Linked DNA regions of Muntiacus reevesi: region 2 is linked to region 1. The links are chromatin contacts, called in public Hi-C maps. All regions are on one chromosome and are shown on one strand. Each heading gives the region's core, a stretch centred on a gene start, on an enhancer-like site or on the middle of the called end of the contact. The rest is flanking DNA. Distances are from core to core; before and after follow the strand shown. Region 1 holds the start of CCDC25 (coiled-coil domain containing 25). Region 2 holds the start of NDUFB6 (NADH:ubiquinone oxidoreductase subunit B6).

Region 1 (5,243 bases), core at 2,015-4,514:
CAGTGCCTTTTGATAACAGAATATCCTTGATTTTAAGAAAAATACCCTGAGGTATTTAGGGGTAAGACACAACTTAAAGATGGTTCAGAAAAAAAAACAACCTGTGAGTGTGTGTGTGTGCGCGCGCGCACAGAGAGAGAGAGAGTGGGGTAAGGGGAGATGGAAAAAGTAGAAAAAGGAAAAGAAGAAAGGGAAAAGGAGATAAGGCATATGTGGTAAAATGTTAGAATTTGGGGAATCTAAGAGAAGGCTATAAAGGAAATCTTTTATATTCCTGTAACTTTTCTGAAAGACTGAAATGTCAAAATAGAAAATAAAATTTTTTTTAAAAAGGAGCATGACTTCTGAGTAAGAAGTCTGAATTAAGTTCTCCTCCACGGCTTCCCTGATAGCTCAGTTGGTAAAGAATCCACCTGTAATGCAGGAGACCCTGGTTCAATTCTTGGGTCGAGAAGACATCCCCCCCCCCCCCGGCCCCCCCGCCCCGGAAAAGGGATAGGCTACCCACTCCAGTATTCTTGGGCTTCCCTTGTGGCTCAACTGGTAAAGGATCCGCTTGCACTTCAGGAGACCTGGGTTCGATCCCTGGGTTTGGAGGATCCCCTTAAGAAGGGAAAGGCTACCCACTCCAGTATTCTGGCCTGGAGACTTCCGTGGACTGTAGAGTCCATGGGGTCACAAAGAGTCGGACACCAGTGAGCGACTTTCCTTTTCCATGTTAGAGGGATAAAGGAAGAGTAAACTGAATTATTCTAGTACTCCTGTAACTCACCCAAATAATGTGATTAGTATGAGAACTAGTTGTCTTGAAGACTCCTGACTCACATGTAGCAATCAATTAACCCAACTTTTGAGGCGCTGTGATAATTTCATAATTTACAGAACCATCTATATTGAGATGGACACTGGTAAAAGGTACTAAAAACATAAGTGAACTTAATGTGCTTAATGCACTAACATGTGCAGGAATCCATAAATCAGAGGGTCTTGAATGTGACACTGAAAATACAGCCAAGTTAATGTTTCCTTAATCTATTATGGGAACATGAAAGAATAAGCAGATTTTGGTCAGAGATACTAATTTTAAAAGAGAAGGCAAAAATTTTCTATTGCGATTTCCAGCCCATTTTTTTTTAAGGTTTTATTTATTTATTTATTTATTTTTGCAGTAAACCATCAGTTGATTGAAAAGCTTGGCTATCTATACAAAGTCATTTCCTTAAGATTCTGTATGTTCGAACTGTTTTCTGTACTGGAATATGTAAAAAATTTTACTACTATATTACTCTGCAATTTTAAAAGTTGCACAATTGTAGATTTATTAGATGTAAGAGGCCAAATATTTTTCCGACAAGAAGCAGTTCTGATGCTGCCATGGAAGCCAATGAGAAAAAAATAACCCACAAATCAGCTGAAGCCCTCTGCTCTATTAGGGGCATCTCCGTGTATATGACTGGCTCTCAAAGAATTTAGAATTGCTTTAAGGAGAATAATGTAGTCTGTGTAAAATACATTTAGTACCTATATGTCCTGCCTCGGGCTTCCCAGGTGGCTCACTAAAGAACCCACTTGCCAGTGCAGGAGTCAGGGGAGATTCTGGGTCAGGGAAGATCCCCTGGAGAAGGAAACGGCAACCTACCCCAGTATTCTTGCCTGGGAAGAGGAGCCTGGCAGGCTATAGTCCATAGAGTCTCAAAGAGTCAGACATGAGTTAGCAACTAAAGGAAGACAAAACATGCCTTGCCTATATTTGTCATTCCATTGTTGGACTTGTATGGATAACTATGTTGTCAAGGACTCCCGTGAGTGGAGAAGCTACAAAAAGATGCTTAGGTTACATTATGACAGAGGGGCAGAACAGGACAGACAGCAGATAAAAATGCAATTAGGAGCTTATAATGATTTTCAAGCTAGTTTGAATTTTGTTTCTAGCAATTTTAATAATATGGATAAGAAAAAACCAAGCACACAGAAACAGAGAAATAGCTTATAGCACACTGTGGAAGCCTAAACTATTGAGAAAAATGAGATGTGACAATGTGATGGAGTAGCAGAGGAGGGGCTCTGTGAGTTACAACTTTCCTGGGCTTCAACTTTCTCAAATCTAAAGAGCAAGTACCACCCTGTTCAAACCACATAACCACCATGTTGTTAGTTTCACTTAAATCTCACCTTTACCAAGGAGGCAGAGAGTAGCAATAGAATAGAGTCTTGCTATTAGTCAAAAAAATAGCATTCATTTATTCAGTATTTATTGAGTTACTATTAAGAGCCAGGCATTATGCTAGTGGAACAAGGAGGTCCTGTACCTGCCCTCAACGGGCTTACACTCTATCTCATGTAGACAAAAGCTTAACATCATATGATAAGTGCAATGCTGAAAGTATGCATTGTGTTAAGGGGATTCCTCCAAGAGATATACCTAAGCAATCCTGGGGTGGGAACAAGGAAAGAAAGGCATTTGGAAAAGATAGGCGAGAGCTGTCTCTGGGGAGAAGCAGCTAACTGGGGGATTGATTTAAGGCAAAGAGAAAAATATTGGCAGAGAAACGAAGACACTGCAGTTTCTGGGAACTAAACACACCCTTTTCTTGCCTGCCAAAGACAAATCAGAAACTATCGTGTCACTTTTCAAAATCTGGGACATTAACTCTGCCCAATGAGTGGCTGTCTCGCCACTCCAGAGTCTTTCGGTAGCATCCAAACCCAATAACCCTTTCCGGGAAGGGTAAAGCGCACTTTCTGTAAGGTAGAGTTGTTGAGGTGTCTCCCTTCTTACCAGAGAGCAGCAAGATTAAATGTTACGGGGGTGGGTGGGGAAGAGAAGACTTCACGATGGTAGTGAATAAGTCCACAAACTGCCTAATGCCAGGTAGCGACAGGTCTTTCTGATTGAGGGAAAAGAAGATCGCCCGGAGGCAAAGAGAGCACAGGGGATGGTCCCTCTACGCTCCCTCCCCGCCAACCAGGCACTGACGAGGAGGCACACTGGGAGGACTGGGACGGACACGGTGGAGAGACCATCAGGACGAGCGAAGAAGCACCCACTGCCGAGAAGGCACTTAAGGGCCAGGCTAGCGGTGGCCTCGAGGTCTCGGCTTCGGAGCCCCACAGTCGAGGTAGGGACCCGGAAGGTTTCGGCGACCACTCACCGCTACTACTGGTGAAGTAGAACACCATGATCCCAGCGGCGGTGGGACAATTAGAGCGCCCAGCAGCAGGATTCAAACCTGGAAGCTCAGGATGCCGGAAGCGCGGAGGCCGCGTTTCCCGGAACTGCTCCACGCACTTCCGGCTGACGTCGGGTCGCGTCATAACGCCGGTCGCCGGCGCCATCTTCAATTCGGCCGTGGAGGAGGTGTCTGCGCGCTCAAAACTCTACTTACTTGGGGGTCAAAGGAAAGAGGATGGAGGAAGGAGGATTGGTGGGTGGAAAACGAAGCGGGGAAACTAAAGAGAAAAATGCCATTGCCTGGCTTTATTTTTAGTACCTACACCCTGTGGGCCATCAAGTTGGTTGCCTTTGCCCCTTTTCACCCGCATCTGGGCTCCTCAAAAGTAGAAACCTGCCTTCTTCACGGCTGCGCTTTCACTGAACTAATCACGGTACTTGGAACTTAGTATAGAAGCTCATTAAATTTTGAATGAACCCAAATTCCTCCACTATTCTCATTCTAGCTCCATCACTTGTTGGGCATTTTAGGTTGCTGCACTTAGCTGCAAAATGAGGATGAATGGAGCGGTTAATTACAGGTTATTTTGCCAGGGTTTAGTAAGTTAATAGGTGTGAAAGGTTTAGGACGTGGTGAACACGCTAGAATAAGTGAGTTTCACCGGAGGCAATATGCCTCTCTGCGTTTGGACTTGTACTGTTCTACCTTTAAATCCAAGATCTGCCATCTGTTACCTACTAGACTGAGGGAACCTCAGATCTTCCGGCTGTAAAGTGGGAATGATCTGACTCAGTTCGCAACAGCACTTCGCTTTAACCTGATTATTTATATTATCTTATTATGTGAAGTTAAGTGCATCACTTAACTAAATTTTTTTAGAACTAAGAAATGTGCCAGGGAGTATACTAGGAGCTGGTATACAAAGAACAGTAGCTAATAACAAAATTCTCCAAGCCAGGCTTCAGCAATACATGAACCAAGAACTTCCAGATGTTCAAGCTGGTTTTAGAAAAGGCAGAGGAACCAGAGGTCAAATTGCCAATATCTGCTGGATCATCGAAAAAGCAAGAGAGTTCCAGAAAAACATCTATTTCTGCTTTATTGACTACACTAAAGCCTTCGACTGTGTTGATCACAATAAACTGTGGAAAATTCTGAAAGAGATGGGAATACCAGACTACCTGACCTGCTTCTTGAGAAACCTATATGCAGGTCAGGAAGCAACAGTTAGAACTGGACATGGAGCAACAGACTGGTTCCAAATAGGAAAAGGAGTACGTCAAGGCTATATATTGTCACCATGCTTATTTAACTTATATGCAGAGTACATCATGAGAAACGCTGGGCTGGAAGAAGCACAAGCTGGAATCAAGATTGCCGGGAGAAATATCAATAACCTCAGATATGCAGATGACATCACCCTTATGGCAGAAAGTGAAGAGGAACTGAAAAGCCTCTTGATGAAAGTGAAAGAGGAGAGTGGAAAAGTTAGCTTAAACCTTAACATTCAGAAAACTAAGGTCATGGCATCTGGTCCCATCACCTCATGGGAAATAGATGGGGAGACAGTGGAAATAGTGTCAGACTTTATTTTGGGGGGCTCCAAAATCACTGCAGATGGTGACTGCAGCCATGAAATTAAAAGACACTTACTCCTTGGAAGGAAAGTGATGACCAACCTAGATAGCATATTAAAAAGCAGAGACATTACTTTGCCAACAAAGGTCCGTTTAGTCAAGGCTATTGTTTTTCCAGTGGTCATGTATGGATGTGAGTTGGACTGTGAAGAAAGCTGAGTGCTGAAAAATTGATGGTTTTGAACTGTGGTGTTGGAGAAGACTCTTAAGAGTCCCTTGAACTGCAAGGAGATCCAACCAGTCCATCCTGAAGGAGATAAGTCCTGGGTGTTCATTGGAAGGACTGATGCTGAAGCTGAAACTCCAATACTTTGGCCACCTCATGCAAAGAGTTGACTAGTTGGAAAAGACCCTGATGCTGGGAGGGATTGGGGGCAGGAGGAGAAGGGGACGACAGAGGCTGAGATGGCTAGATGGCATCACCAGCTTCATG
Region 2 (5,243 bases), core at 1,584-4,083, 420 kb before region 1:
ATTCACCACCCATAACGGATGTGATTTAACAACGGCTTCAAGAAAATGTGAAGAGACACTGAAAATAAAGATAGCACTTGAATGATTTTCTGCAGAGTAAAGTTCAGGAATGACATTCTTCAACAAAAGAATGTGCTAAATGTACATAGTGGTGGCTAAGGAAGTTCAGTAGCTCAGTTGTGTCCGACTCTTTGAAACCCCATGGACTGCAGCACACCAGGCCTCCCTGTCCATCACCAACTCCCTGAATTTACTCAAACTCATGTTCATTGAGTCGGTGATGCCATCCAACCACCTCATCCTCTGTTGTTCCCTTCTCCTCCTGCCTTCAGTCTTTCCCAGCATCAGGGTCTTTTCAAATGAGTCAGCTCTTTGCATCAGGTGGCCAAAGTATTGGAGTTTCAGCTTCAGCATCAGTCCTTCCAATAAACACTCAGGACTGATCTCTTTTAGGATGAACTGGTTGGATCTCCATGCAGTCCAAGGGACTCTCAAGAGTCTTCTCCAACACCACAGTTCAAAAGCATCAATTCTTCGGCACTCAGCTTTCTTTATAGTCCAACTCTCACATCCATATATCACTACCAGAAAAACCATAGCCTTGACTAGATGGGCCTTTGTTGGCAAAGTAATGTCTGCTTTTTAATATGCTGTCTAGGTTGGTCATAACTTTCCTGCAAGGAGTAAGCGTCTTTTAATTTCATGGCTGCAGTCACCATCTGCAGTGATTTTCGAGCCCAAAAAATACAGTCTGCCACTGTTTCCACTGTCTCCCCATCTATTTGCCACGAAGTGATGGGACCGGATGACAGGATCTTAGTTTTATGAATGTTGAGCTTTAAGCCAACTTTTTCACTCTTGTCTTTCACTTTCATCAAGAGGCTCTTTAGTTCCTCTTCACTTTCTGTCATAAGGGTGGTGTCATCTGCATATCTGAGGTTATTGATATTTCTCCCAGCAATCTTGATTCCAGCTTGTGCTTCATCCAGTCCAGTGTTTCTCATGATGTACTCTGCATAGAAGTTAAATAAGTAGGGTGACAATATACAGCCTTGATGTACTCCTTTTCCTATTTGGAACCAGTCTGTTGTTCTATGTCCAGTTCTAACTGTTGCTTCCTGACCTGCATACAGATTTCTCAAGAGGCAGGTCAGGTGGTCTGGTATTCCCATCTCTTTCAGAATTTTACACAGTTTATTGTGATCCTCACAGTCAAAGACTTTGGCATAGTCAAGAAAGCAGATGTTTTTCTGGAACTCACTTGAACTTTTTCGATGATCCAGTGGATATTGGCAATTTGATCTCTGGTTCCTCTGCCTTTTCTAAAACCAGTTTGAACATCTGAAAGGTCACAGTTCATGTACTGTTGAAGCCTGGCTTGGAGAATTTTGAGCATTACTTTACTAGTATGTGAAATGAGTGCAATTGTGCAGTAGTTTGAGCATTCTTTGGCATTGCCTTTCTTAGGGACTGGAAAGAAAACTGACATTTTCCAGTTCTGTGGCCACTGCTGAGTTTTCCAAATTTGCTGGCATACTGAGTGCAGCACTTTCACAGCATCATCTTTTAGGACTTGAAATAGCTCAACTGGAATTCCATCACCTCCGCTAGCTTTGTTCATAGTGATGCTTTCTAAGGCCCATGTGACTTCACATTCCAGGATGTCTGGCTCTAGGTGAGTGATCATACCATTCTGATCACCTGGGTCGTGAAGATCCCTTTTGTACAGTTCCTCTGTGTATTCTTGCCACCTCTTCTAAATATCTTCTGTTTCTGTTAGATCCATAGTATTTTCGTCCTTTATTGAGCCCATCTTTGCATGAAATGTTCCCTTGGTATCTCTAATTTTCTTGAAGAGATCTCTAGTCTTTCCCATTCTATTTTTTCCCTCTATTTCTTTGCACTGACCATTGAGGAAGGCTTTCTTATCTCTCCTTGCTATTCTTTGGAACTCTGCATTCAAATGGGTATATCTTTCCTTTTCTCCTTTGCTTTTCACTTCTCTTCTTTTCACAGCTATCAACAGCATATCAATAGGACCTCTTACAGTAATTAACATGAAGCTACATTACCAGCTAGAGGCTTATCCTGCTTTTGGGTCAAATGTAGTGTTAGTTGGTCTGTGTAATCTCAACCTCAAAAATCACACAAGTGTCCTTGGATACTAAAATCATTGGATTTTAACTCTAGTGAATCCTTGGCCATCCTTCTGAGGAAAGATTTCCGCAGTCAAAAAAAAGCCCAACCTGTAGCGTCCTGTATAATCTAGGCAAAGATTCGCCTCCTTCTCATCACACCTGAGAGCCAAAGGGCAGGACAATCCCAAAGCCATACAACTCCGAACTCCTGACATCCACCGCATGACCCTTGGGACCAGACGGAGTCCCAGACAAGCCTAAGTCTCGACTGAACCTGACTCTCCCTTGGGGAACTTCCGGGCGCAGAGCGAGTCGGTCCTTACTGCCGCTATACCGAGCAGGTTGTCTCAGTAGCCAGTAGGGGTGGGGTTGGGGAGGGCGGTCACTCACCACGTTCTTCCAGAGAGCTCCGTCTTGCAAAAATTTATTCCAGAATCGCTCCACAGGCGACACCCTCTGCGGAGGCAGCACCGGTTCCCGGGGGCTCAGCTCCTGATCTTTCAGCCATCGCCTTCTCAGCTCTCGCAGCTGCTGCAGCCGCAGTTTCTCGTCGGGCGTATACCCCGACATGTCGCTGCGGATACCAAGGCAGCAGGACTCGGCGCGCACCCGAACCAAGGTCTTGTCACTTACGCGCGCTCCCGCTCTGCAAAGCGACCTTGCGAGGACGCCTGGGAGCGGCGCGCCGTTATAACGTCACTCTGTTCCTGCCCCCGAGCGACTCCAACCTGTGCATAGTGGCTGGGCATGCGCAAAGCCTTGCGCACCTCGCCGACTTTACTGTTCCAAATTACCAGAAGCGGCGGGGGCGGGGCCCAGAAGCGACGGGGGCGGGGCCCAGCTGGGCGGGGCGGCGGGCGCTTAGTTCCCTGAAGACTATGGGAGGCCGGAGAACTAGAGGTTATGATGAAGAAGAAGTGGCGTGCTGGATATTGAAAAAATGAGAATATGTGACTCAGTGAATGTGACGTCCAAGTGTAAAACTCTCTAGTTGCTCTCCCACCTTAGAATTCCTCTTCCCGTGACCTACAGAGCCTGTGGAGACACGTTGTCTTCTGTCAGTGACTGGAAAAGTGACCCCGAGCAGCTGTCTCAGTCTGTCCCTTCATCTGTTCCTGTTACTGTTTAGTTGCCAAATCGTGCCTGACTCTTTTGCGACCCCTTGGACTGTAGGCGGCCAGGCTCCTCTGTCCGTGGGATTTCCCAGGCAAGAATACTGGAGTGAGTTGCCATACCCTTCTCATGGGGAATCTTCCTGACCCAGGGGTCCGCATTGCAGGCGGGTTCTTTACCGCTCAGCTCCTGCGGGAAGCCCTTCATCTGTACTGTAGAAGTAAAAAGAATCTCAATATATAGCAGAGTTGTACACATTCACCCTTTGATCCGGTATTCTCATTTCTAGAATTCTATCCTAAAGATATAGTAGTGAAAGTACGTGCAAGATTGTTCACTGCAGCACCATATATAATAAAATATGGAAATCCTCAACAAATGGCTAGTTGAATAAATTGTAAAATAACGCAATGAAGTGAAGTGCTTGAAAACATATATTGTTCAGTGAAGAAAAACTACATTGAGAGAAGTGTACATAGTACCTTTTATCCAAAAAAGGGAGGACAGTAGTAATATATATAAATTTGCCTATGAAACAGCCTAGAGACTATGGCCAACGCAGTAACCATGAATATCTCTAGCTCCTAGATTGTGATCTCTAAATACTGTCTTCCATTAAAAGGAACCAAGGCTCCTTAGAGTAGTTGATCTCAAAACATTTTGTTCCATAAATCTCTTTAAATTCTTAAAATTGTGAGGGGGCCCCAAAGAGTTTGTTGATGTGGGTTATATCTATTGATGTTTAGTGCATTAGAAATTAAAACATGTAAAAATAACAAAATATCTGTTAAGAAAAACTACTTAGAAGAGTGCCATTGTAAATTTCTCTAATGCCTGGCTTAATAAATGATAGCAGAATTCTTATAGCTGCTTCTACATTCAATCATAATATCATACATCATGTAACCTTGGGAAGCTCTGTATATATTTGTGAGACAAAGAGAGTATAAAAGAGCAAATAGCATCTTAGTATTTTTGTGAAAATAATTGTGACCACACAAACCCCATGATAGGATCACAGGGACTCCCAGAGTCTCCCCAATAACACTTTGAAAACCATCACTTTGGAGAAATAGCTAATTTCAGGTTCGGGTTGGAAATGTAAAATAAGGCTGGAACATCTTATCTTAGCCGAAGGCAGGGAGGTTTTTAAAGACCAACAGGGTCATGTCAAAATGATTGAGGAGACAACTTGAATAGACTTACACTGGTCAAAGATGGAATGATTTGAGCACCAATAAGTATAGTGACTTCAATGGAATGAAAAATATCAGGTACATTTACATACATGATTTAAGAAATGATTTGTGGTTTTAAAAAAAATCGATTTTTCCCCCACTATAATTAAAAAAAAAACCTTATTGGTCACTTTTTGATGGTGTTAGGGAAAGTGAAAGTGAAGTCGCTCAGTCGTGTAAGACTCTTTGTGACCCCAGTCCATGGGGTGTTAGGGAACCAACTCCTTATTTTGAAAACTAATAAGCAAAGGAAAAATCAAGCATTTTTTGGCCTCTTTATATAAATCATAAATTAACAAAATAGTTGATAAGGAGAAATTTATTCAAAAAATCATAAAAACCTAATAAAAGAAGAATAGATGGCATAGTTAGAATATTACTATTTTGCAAACATTAGTTTGTTAATTAATCAATGCCCAGATGAAGATGTTGACATCCTTGACAGAGAGCAACTGCGCCTCCTGGTGGAAGACTACCTCACTGCCTGTGAACAAGCCTTGCTAAACAAAAAACTGAAGCTGAATCTGATCAAGTTTCTAGATCTAACCACTCATTTACAGGAAACATAGGAATAATATCAGAATGATATTAATACAATAAGAAAAATCTAACTTGTAGAAACTTCAGACAAGTAGCACAGATTCTTTAAAAAGACTATCTGGAGGTGAGAGAGAAAACCTATACATTAAGAGAAACAACAATAAGAAAACAAACAACCCAATTTAAAAACTGGCCAAAGATCTTGGAAGACACC

The links. Hi-C and Micro-C count contacts between places; a contact is called where the count stands out from the background.
Region 2: a contact with region 1 is called in a Hi-C map of muscle, with 8 times the contacts expected there. The contact joins the promoter of NDUFB6 here to the promoter of CCDC25 in region 1. A contact is called at or near these places in 2 of 3 Hi-C or Micro-C datasets (blood and muscle).

What each region holds. Positions count from the first base shown.
Region 1 is chr17:10,396,805-10,402,047 of mMunRee1.1, reverse strand. It overlaps CCDC25 (coiled-coil domain containing 25), which reads right to left and starts at 3,264. Exons shown (of 9, transcript XM_065907885.1): 1 at 3,153-3,264. The coding sequence starts at 3,180.
Region 2 is chr17:10,814,360-10,819,602 of mMunRee1.1, reverse strand. NDUFB6 (NADH:ubiquinone oxidoreductase subunit B6) reads right to left here and starts at 2,833. Exons shown (of 4, transcript XM_065908434.1): 1 at 2,529-2,833. The coding sequence starts at 2,708.